3 separate regions of the Sus scrofa genome follow, and regions 1 and 2 are each linked to region 3. Evidence: chromatin contacts called from public Hi-C and promoter capture Hi-C data. All regions are on one chromosome and are shown on one strand. The core of a region is the stretch at or near the end of the contact, and the rest is flanking DNA. Distances in the headings are between cores, read along the strand shown.

Region 1 (2,700 bases), core at 47-2,546, 530 kb after region 3:
GCCTGTTACCAGGAGCCAAAGGTGGAAATGGCAGCTGGGGGGCTATGAGGGGAGCACAGATTGTCCAGCAGGAAGCAGCCTAAAATGATTTTTTTGTTTCTTTTTTTTCTTTTTTTGGCTGCACCTGCGGCATGCTGATGTTCCTAGGTCAGGGATCAAGCCCATGCCACAGCAGCGACCCAAGCAGCTGCAGTGACAGCGCAGGGTCCTTAACATGCCGAGCCACAAGAGAACTCCCGAGAATTGCTTTTCTAAAATTTTGATGTACCATCTATTTTTATTGCTTTTCTCTGCCTATTTATCATCCATCTATGCATCTCTTGCCTGTTTCCACAAATGTCATGAAGTGACATAACATTTCAGACAATACAAAAGGAGAAGGGAATGCCTAAGGGACCTGGGGGCTAACTTACTTGCTTAGCCCTCCTGTCCTGGTCCTGGTTGCCGAGATGAATGGGGACTTTGGGGTAAGTGGAGTTCTGTTTCCCCCTAATGATCAGATGCTCTGTTCCTTCTTTTTCTCCTGGGCGTCTTGTGTATTGACAAGTGTTCTCCGGCTGAGTGTGTTCCTGTTAACACACTCAGCTGGCACACGCTGTACAACCAGCCAGTCATAACACAGTTTTTGTGTAAAGCTTTACAACGCTGACTAATTGATTCTTGGGGGAAAAGGATTACTTCTGAGAGTGGGGATTTTTGTGTCCTGTTTTGTTTTCTGACCTCTGTTCACCAAAGTCAGAGGATAGAGCCAGAGGACCTCAGGGTTTGGACATTGCCATTTTTTTTTCCCATATTTACCCTAGCTTGATCAAGGATGGGAGGGTGAGGGAGAGAGGGACTTTTATTTCTGCTCAGCTATGAGCATGCAGAATGATCTAGGAGTGGTCGCTTCACCTCTGTTTCCTTAGCTGTAAAAAGATGGGATGAATTAGATGCTCTCGGTTATACCTCTTAAGGCAAAGAATTCAGGAGTCTGCATACTTCCCGATCAAGACCTTTCCTGAAAAAAAACACATTCCTCCCAGCTTGCAAATCTCAGGATTCTGCCTCACATTCAGTTCTCAGTCCCTGGGCCTTATACCAGTTTTACAGCCCACTACAAGAGCTGAAGGGGCAAAAACAAAGATCGTGAAACACAAAGCAAGGCGTGAATCAGTCACTGAATCCCTCACTCCATACAGAAAATTATCGCCAGCTGTTGCCCAATTAAAGGCAGCAATCGCGAGGAGCTCCAGCGGTTCAAAGGAGAACGCGCATGCTGCATGCCTAGCCAAACCACTTCCACAAACACCCAGAGGATTGCAACATGAAAACACATTTTTTTCATAAGCTACGTTTGCATTTGCGTTAGAAGCATTCAACTCCAGGCTTGGTCAACCAGCGATGAGCCCTCTCCCCTCCACACTGATTTTGTCCAACCGGCCTTCAGCATCCACCAGAGGGGGGCTGAAAAGGACCCTCTTATTCTGAGTCTTATTCAAGACTGTCTTAAGCACTTACTTGTACTCTGCATGAGGAACAGATAAAGGCAGCATCTTGCCTTCTTGTGAATTCACCAAACACTCTATGTCTTCTGTGCCAGGTAGTTTGCTAAGTTTCCGAGTATAGAATCAATTAGACAGGTTTCCTGCTAGGAGGGAACACAAAGTCTGGCATAACTGACAGGTGTGGAGGCTGTAACACAATATTCCAACATTATCAGAGGTTTTCTAAGGAAGTTCTTTCAAATTCGCCTTTGTTCACAGTAATATTTCTATCATTTTAGGAACTTGGACCAAAAGGACATCATTATGCTTGGAAGAATCAGAGAAAGCTTCTAGAAGGAGCTGTATTCAGGCTGGGACAAAGGTGACGCATGCATGGCTAGTTTCTAAATTTACAATAATCCTCTATGATTAGGGATTTTTTTTTTTCTGGTCTGTGTTAAGGAATCTTTTCCTACCTTAAAATCAGACAGACAGTTTCAAGGGACAAAGGTAGTACTTTCTGTTATCTTATAAAACCTCTATAGTTTTTTCTTCTATGTTTAGGTTTATAATATATCTGGAGTTAATTTTTGTGCAGAGTGTAGCATTCCATAATTCTAAAAGATACATGCACCTCAATATTCATTGTAGCACTGTTTATGATAGCCAAAACGTGGAAGCAACCTAAATGTCCATTAACAGAGGAATGGATAAAGAAGATGTAGTGTGTATATACACAATGGAATATTACTCAGCCATGAAAAGAATGAAATCATGCCACATGCCAACATGGATGGACCTAGAGGAGATCATACTGATTGAACTCAGGTAGTGAAAGATACACATCACATGATATCACTTATATGTGGAATCTAAAAAAAGGATACAAATGAACTTATTTGCAGGATAGAAATAGACACAGATTTTGAAAACAAATTTATGGTTATCAAAGGGGACAGGTTGGGGGGAAGGACTGGGGATTTGAGATTGTCATATGCACACTAAGGTTTATGGAATGATTGGCCAAAGGTGACATGCTGTTTGGCACAGAGAACTCTCCCTAATATTCTGTGATCATCTATGTGGGAAAGGAATCTGAAAGAGAACAGATGTGTGTACATGTATAACTGACTCACTTTTTTTGTATAGCAGAAATTACCACAACATTGTAAATCAACTCTACTTCAATAAAACTTAAAAGATGAAAAAAAATAGAGGTCCATTGTCATTTTTT
Region 2 (2,700 bases), core at 166-2,665, 750 kb after region 3:
GATAGAGCCAAAATGGGAACTCCTACGCTCTTTTTTCTCTAGCAGATTTAGATAACACAAAAGCCTCCCTGGGTAAGCTTTTAGAATCACCATTGTCTCCTTAGTATTACATATATTTTATTAACATTATTAAATTGTTATTAAACTGAAAAAATTACATTGAAAAAAATTGAAATACTGGATATTATCCACTTCCATTTGTTATCTGAGAGGTCCTGATAGTCACTGTGTGATTAAGAACAACAATGTTAGTCACTATAACAATACACTACCTTTTGTATCATCAACTATTTTAGGAAGATTAATATGATATCATATACATGTATAATGGAATCACTTTGCTGTACACATGAAATTAACACAACATTGTAAATCAACTATACTTCAATTTTTTAAAAGTTCACACTAAAATAAATAAACAAATAAAATGGGAATTAAATAACAGCCATGCCACACATTCTCACACAGATGCCACCTATAGGGCAACTCCCTCACTTCTTTTTTCACTCTAAGCATCCTGCTCTGAGAGTTCCTGAGGCAAAGGGCCCAGGTGTTGTTTTTCCTGTATCCCTGGTGAAATTATGCTTGGTACACATTCAATACAAGTGTGGCACATGAAAATCATATGCCTTCTTTGTCTTTTAGGGGCAATGATTTCTAAAGCTTAGGTTGAATTTAGTGATAAAGAGGAAAGACAGGAAAGCAGTTTGGATGTAAGCAAAAAATAGCATACTCATTTCTGGCTTTGATTTCCTTAAATTCTCCCAAAGTCATGGACATCATTCTATCTAATTTAGTGATATTGAAGACTATTCACTGAGCAAATAGTAAAACCCATTTTCCATGGGTTCCTTATGTTTACACCAATCCTATTTAGTTAATGTTTGCATTTTCTGAAAATGTGCTTTCCATAGAGTAATTATGAGCCAAAGACAAAAGAAAATTGTAAATTAATCAGTGCTTAAACAGTAAGCACTATACCTAAGTAAAGGCTTAATGGGAGAAACACTGGAAAGGCAGAAAGCTTTTAAAGTGTGCATGTAAATGTAACTTGTGATGAACATTCCTTTCCTAATTTCATTTCAGTTCACTGGGTAGATATGAGGAGACAGTGTCTGGGTGTATTTGTACATCTTGCCTCTGTAACCCTGGAAGGGCCATGAAGTGATGTTATGTGAAAGCATCTTCTCCTCCTCCCAGCTGGTAATCAGTGAGGGTTCAGCTCTGAGGACTCAGTGGTCTGAAACAGCCAGGTACTCCTCCCTCTAGAGGGTCATACAGCAAACTCACACATGAGCTCTTGTTAATGTTAATGGGAGCCGCCTGTGGTTCTGCAGTGATTTAACCTTTCCTTACACAATTCCATTCTGGGAATCCAATTTGCCACTGTCATCCTTGTTTACCATGTCCTGGATTTAGGCCACCCACTTATCAAAGTCATGCTCTAAACCAGGCCAGTCAAATTGTCAAACAGTGTTATCCAAAGAAGTCTCCCCCAAAGATAAAAGGAACAGTCAATAGTTACACTTTTCTGGGCACTTTTTATGTTCCAAGTACTGCTGGTCATCTTACATATGTTATCTCTGGTTCTTACCAGCACCCTCTTGTCATTATTGAGAGCTGCTGTATCATGGACGTTAAGAGACTAAGACCCAGATAGACTGGTAGTACATCACAATGTGGCCATTTGCTCACCATGGGCCTTTGGACAAGTCATACAATTTCTCTCAGCCTCAGTCTTATCTGTAAAAAGGGGATACCACTGTCTACTTCTTAGATTGTGATCAGGACTGCCTCACTGTCACATGGAGGAAGATTTATAAACACTCCCATTATCTTCACTGTGTAAATTAGGCTGGGTTCAGGGAGGGGAAGAACCACTGTACCCCTCCAGCCTCCACGTCTCTCCTTGAGTTATACGCACAGAGCCCACTTCTCCAGGAACCTCATTGTAGGGGGAGGGGTATAGAGTTCTTCCAGGCACCTCACCAATGATTACTCAACTAATTTTTAAAGTCCATGTTCAAAAGGATTTTGAGTCTCTTATATTTGGAAAGGTCCATTTTGGAATCTCAATTTCACCCTCATCATGCTTGACTTTGTTATGTCCTTAAGAAAAACCTGTCAAAACCAAAGACTAAAAACAGGTCGTCTGGGACACCCATCATGGTTCAGTGGGTTAAGGATATGACTAGTATCCATGAGGATGTGGGTTTGATCACTGGCCTCATCCAGTGGGTAAGGAACTGGCGTTGCCAAGAGCTGCAGTGTAGATTGCAGATGTGGCTTGCATATGGCATTGCTGTTGCTGTGGTGTGGACCAGTAGCTGGAACTCAGATTTGACCCCTAACCTAGGAGCTTCCATGTGCCATGAGTGTGGCCATAAAAAGATAAATTAATAAGAGGTAGGCTGAAGCCCTTTGATGCTTGTCCTCCAGAGAAAGCTGAAAAGTGAGTGAAACATCGTCATTGCCATCATCTACTCATCTTGGGTCAATCAACACTGGTGGGAATTTGTCTTCACTAAACCCCAACAGTCTGCTGGACAGACACTTGTGTGTGACAACTACCCCATGGAACAGCTTCAAAGTCCTCTGTCAGCCTCAGAATTCACGAGGTCTTTTGCTGGAAGAAATTCTTTGCATAGCAGTCAATATCCACACAGTGCATTCAGAATTCCCAAACTGGGCTCGCTCTGC
Region 3 (2,700 bases), core at 176-2,675:
CTCATAGGCGCCAGTCTGCTTCTTGTAACAATTATTTGATTGAAAACAGCCCTTTAGTTAACAGATTGGGAAGTCGGAATCCCACATCACAGGGGCTGAGGCACAGGGCAGCAATGCTTGGCTAGCCTGGTCCCAGAGGGCTGGAGTTTTAGGGAGGGAGGATCCCGATGGAATTTGCGGTGATAAGATTAATTACACGGGGGTTAGTACCTCGTAGTACCAGAGCATGAGCAGAAAACAGCCCAGGCATGATACTGGCACATAAAACCGGGACACAGTTACACAGTTTCCTCTGCCACCTTCCATAGTTACTGGCATTTTTTTTTTTTTTTTTAAGGAAAATCTTCCGTGAATTTGAGTAACAGGAGCCAGATGCCTCTTCACATCTAGTACACGTAAACAATGTACTACGTGTTATACAACCAAGTACACATTCATCTACCAAACCCAACATTTTACAGATTCGCAAGTACACGCGCGCGCGCGCGCACACACCCCGAGTGCCGGTTCACCGACCGGTGGCACAAGCAAACACTCACCATTTATTCAGCCACAGAGCGCTTTGCTGTCACTTGACATTAACTCAGAAGGGAATTCAGAAGCCTACGAGAGAACGGGGATAAAAGGCTCGACGTTAGACAACTTCAGGAGAAAGAGCTTTTTTTTTTCTTTTTCCAAGTAGCCCATAGAACAGCAAGTTCCAGTAAAGACGTTTACGCTAATTGCAGACTCAAAGATTGATGCGTTAACCTCTCAGAACTAACCTATCAGCAATTTCCCGCATAACTCAATCTACAGCAGATTTGTAAAAAAAAACAAAAAAAAAAAACAAAAAAAACTAAAACTAATAACAATGAAGTTAATTAGCTCATTTGTGAGTCACCGACTGCGGCCGGCGGTCTCGACAATGGGTCGGCCAGTGGCAGCCCAGGCATCGCCCGGCTGCGCGGCCGCGAGCGGGGCACCAGGAGCAGGTCTTACCTGCAAGGACAGGATGCTGATGTCCGTATTTAGGGTGGTCAGCGGCGTCCTGGATGCCTGGCTCTGCCCGGGTCGCTGGTGGTGCAGGCTGACAATAGTGGGGTGCGAGTCCAGGGCGATCTGCAGGTCCAAGATGTAGTCGATGACGTGCTGCAGGATTTCCATCTTGCTCACCTTCTTGTTCTGAGGGATGCTGGGCACCAGCTCCTTGAGCTTGGAGTAGCAGTCGTTCATGTTGTACAGCAGGCTCATCGGGTCGTCCACCGGGGTTTTGCTCCGGGAGATGCCCAGGCTGTGGTCCGAAAGGCTGTTTTTCCTAACGGACCTCACTGGACTGAAGGCTTTCATGCTGACCGCAGGAAAGAAGAGACCGGGAGGAGGGAGCGGGCTGCCCCGGAGCTCAGGACGCCGCCGCTGCCGCCGCCGCCGCCGCCTGCAGAGCTTCCTACGCTCGGCACCAGGCTCGGCTCAGAACGAAGCAGGGAGCCCGGCCGGGCGGCTTTTATCAGCGCTCGCCGGGGCCACACGATCCGGCTGCCTTGCGTCCCCATTGGTGGAGGGCGGCGCGTCCATCAGGCCGGGCGGGCACCCCCATTGGCCGGCGCGGGCGCGGGGCGAGCGCTCGGTCCTTCCGCGTTCGCAGCCAATCCCCGCGGCGCGAGCCCAGCTGGGGTGGTAAATAGAGTACAGTAAGCGCCGGGCCGGAGGGGAGCGCAGGGGAAGGGGAGGGCTGGGGGGAGAGAAGCGGGTGGGGGTAGAGGAGGGGGTCGCGGACAGGGTGGGGGAGGGGGAGACCCCAGGAACCTCAATGTGCATCTTAATCCCCTGTTAATCCCAACGGCGAGGCCGGACTCTCTCCCTAAGGTGTCTCCCGAGGAAGCCTTCTACACCTCGGGGCTTTGAGCATCCCTAAAACCACAGCCACCGAGGCCAGGTCTGCGCAGCGGAGGGAAAGCCACCACGGTCCCCTGCGCCCCACGGAATGTCAGCAAGATAGAAAGCATTTCTGAAGAAAGTGAAAACGCACATAAGTTTGCCGTCGCCAAGTGACGTCTGTAGTGTGAGTTGGGTCTCTTAAGATAAGGAAAAGCTTTGTAAAAAACAAAACCAAAATCACCCACGCGCGCATTCAACGACAGGTTTAGTGTGGGATCGTGCAACTCGGAGCAACGCAGGAGGCGTTGTTGTAAACTCGGTGAAGTGAGTGCTTATTGGAACCTGTGCTGATCGCTGAGGAGCTCTGAGCGCAGGACGCTTTCTGGCTTCCTTTTCTAGAAGGAGGAAGGGCTATCTATGATAATGATCCTACGAAGCGGAAATCATTAGGAGAATTTGCGTATGGAAGCTGTATTTACGTACACTGCCTTCCGAGGCTGCCAGTCTGTCCTCTGCAGTGTAGGTGGCAAAGTAAGGTGATTAATTATGCACAAGTCGTGATTTCTGGTGTCACATTCCAGTCCTACTGTATTTTTAAAGCTTTGTGACAGGTAGGTGGCTCCAGCCAGTGGTGGATATCTTCACATTGTTGTTGTTGTTTTGTTGCTGTTGTTGTTGTTGTTCTTTAAATCTGTCATATACCAAGTTTGGACTCTTTTCAGCACTAGCCTTAGGGGCAGGTTCAGGTTGTTTCCTTCCCTCTTTTCCCCTATTAAATCTTGAAGAACTTATTCTGCCATCTACATTTTCTACAAAGCTTGGAGTTACTTGCTCAAATCCTTT

Evidence for each region. Promoter capture Hi-C pulls out the DNA fragments that hold promoters and counts their contacts. A called contact is a pair of places that touch in the nucleus more often than the background predicts.
Region 1: a Hi-C map of embryonic fibroblasts shows a contact between it and region 3, with 1.7 times the contacts expected there. A contact is called at or near these places in 2 of 5 promoter capture datasets (fetal skeletal muscle and liver), 3 of 47 Hi-C or Micro-C datasets (adipocytes, embryonic fibroblasts and liver) and 1 of 2 datasets of targeted methods (alveolar macrophages).
Region 2: a contact with region 3 is called in a promoter capture Hi-C map of liver, with 16 times the contacts expected there. A contact is called at or near these places in 3 of 5 promoter capture datasets (fetal liver, fetal skeletal muscle and liver), 15 of 47 Hi-C or Micro-C datasets (alveolar macrophages, embryonic fibroblasts, fetal heart ventricle and 9 more) and 1 of 2 datasets of targeted methods (skeletal muscle).

The regions. Positions count from the first base shown.
Region 1 is chr3:128,032,670-128,035,369 of Sscrofa11.1, forward strand. No RefSeq gene overlaps it. Among named protein-coding and RNA genes, the nearest start is that of ID2, 530 kb to the left of the region's middle.
Region 2 is chr3:128,250,131-128,252,830 of Sscrofa11.1, forward strand. No RefSeq gene overlaps it. Among named protein-coding and RNA genes, the nearest start is that of RNF144A, 620 kb to the right of the region's middle.
Region 3 is chr3:127,501,782-127,504,481 of Sscrofa11.1, forward strand. ID2 (inhibitor of DNA binding 2, HLH protein) reads right to left here and starts at 1,426. Exons shown (of 3, transcript NM_001037965.1): 1 at 982-1,426; 2 at 540-603. The coding sequence starts at 1,329. The coding sequence ends at 547. It overlaps LOC106509912 (a long non-coding RNA gene), which reads left to right and starts at 1,728. Exons shown (of 3, transcript XR_002342872.1): 1 at 1,728-2,468.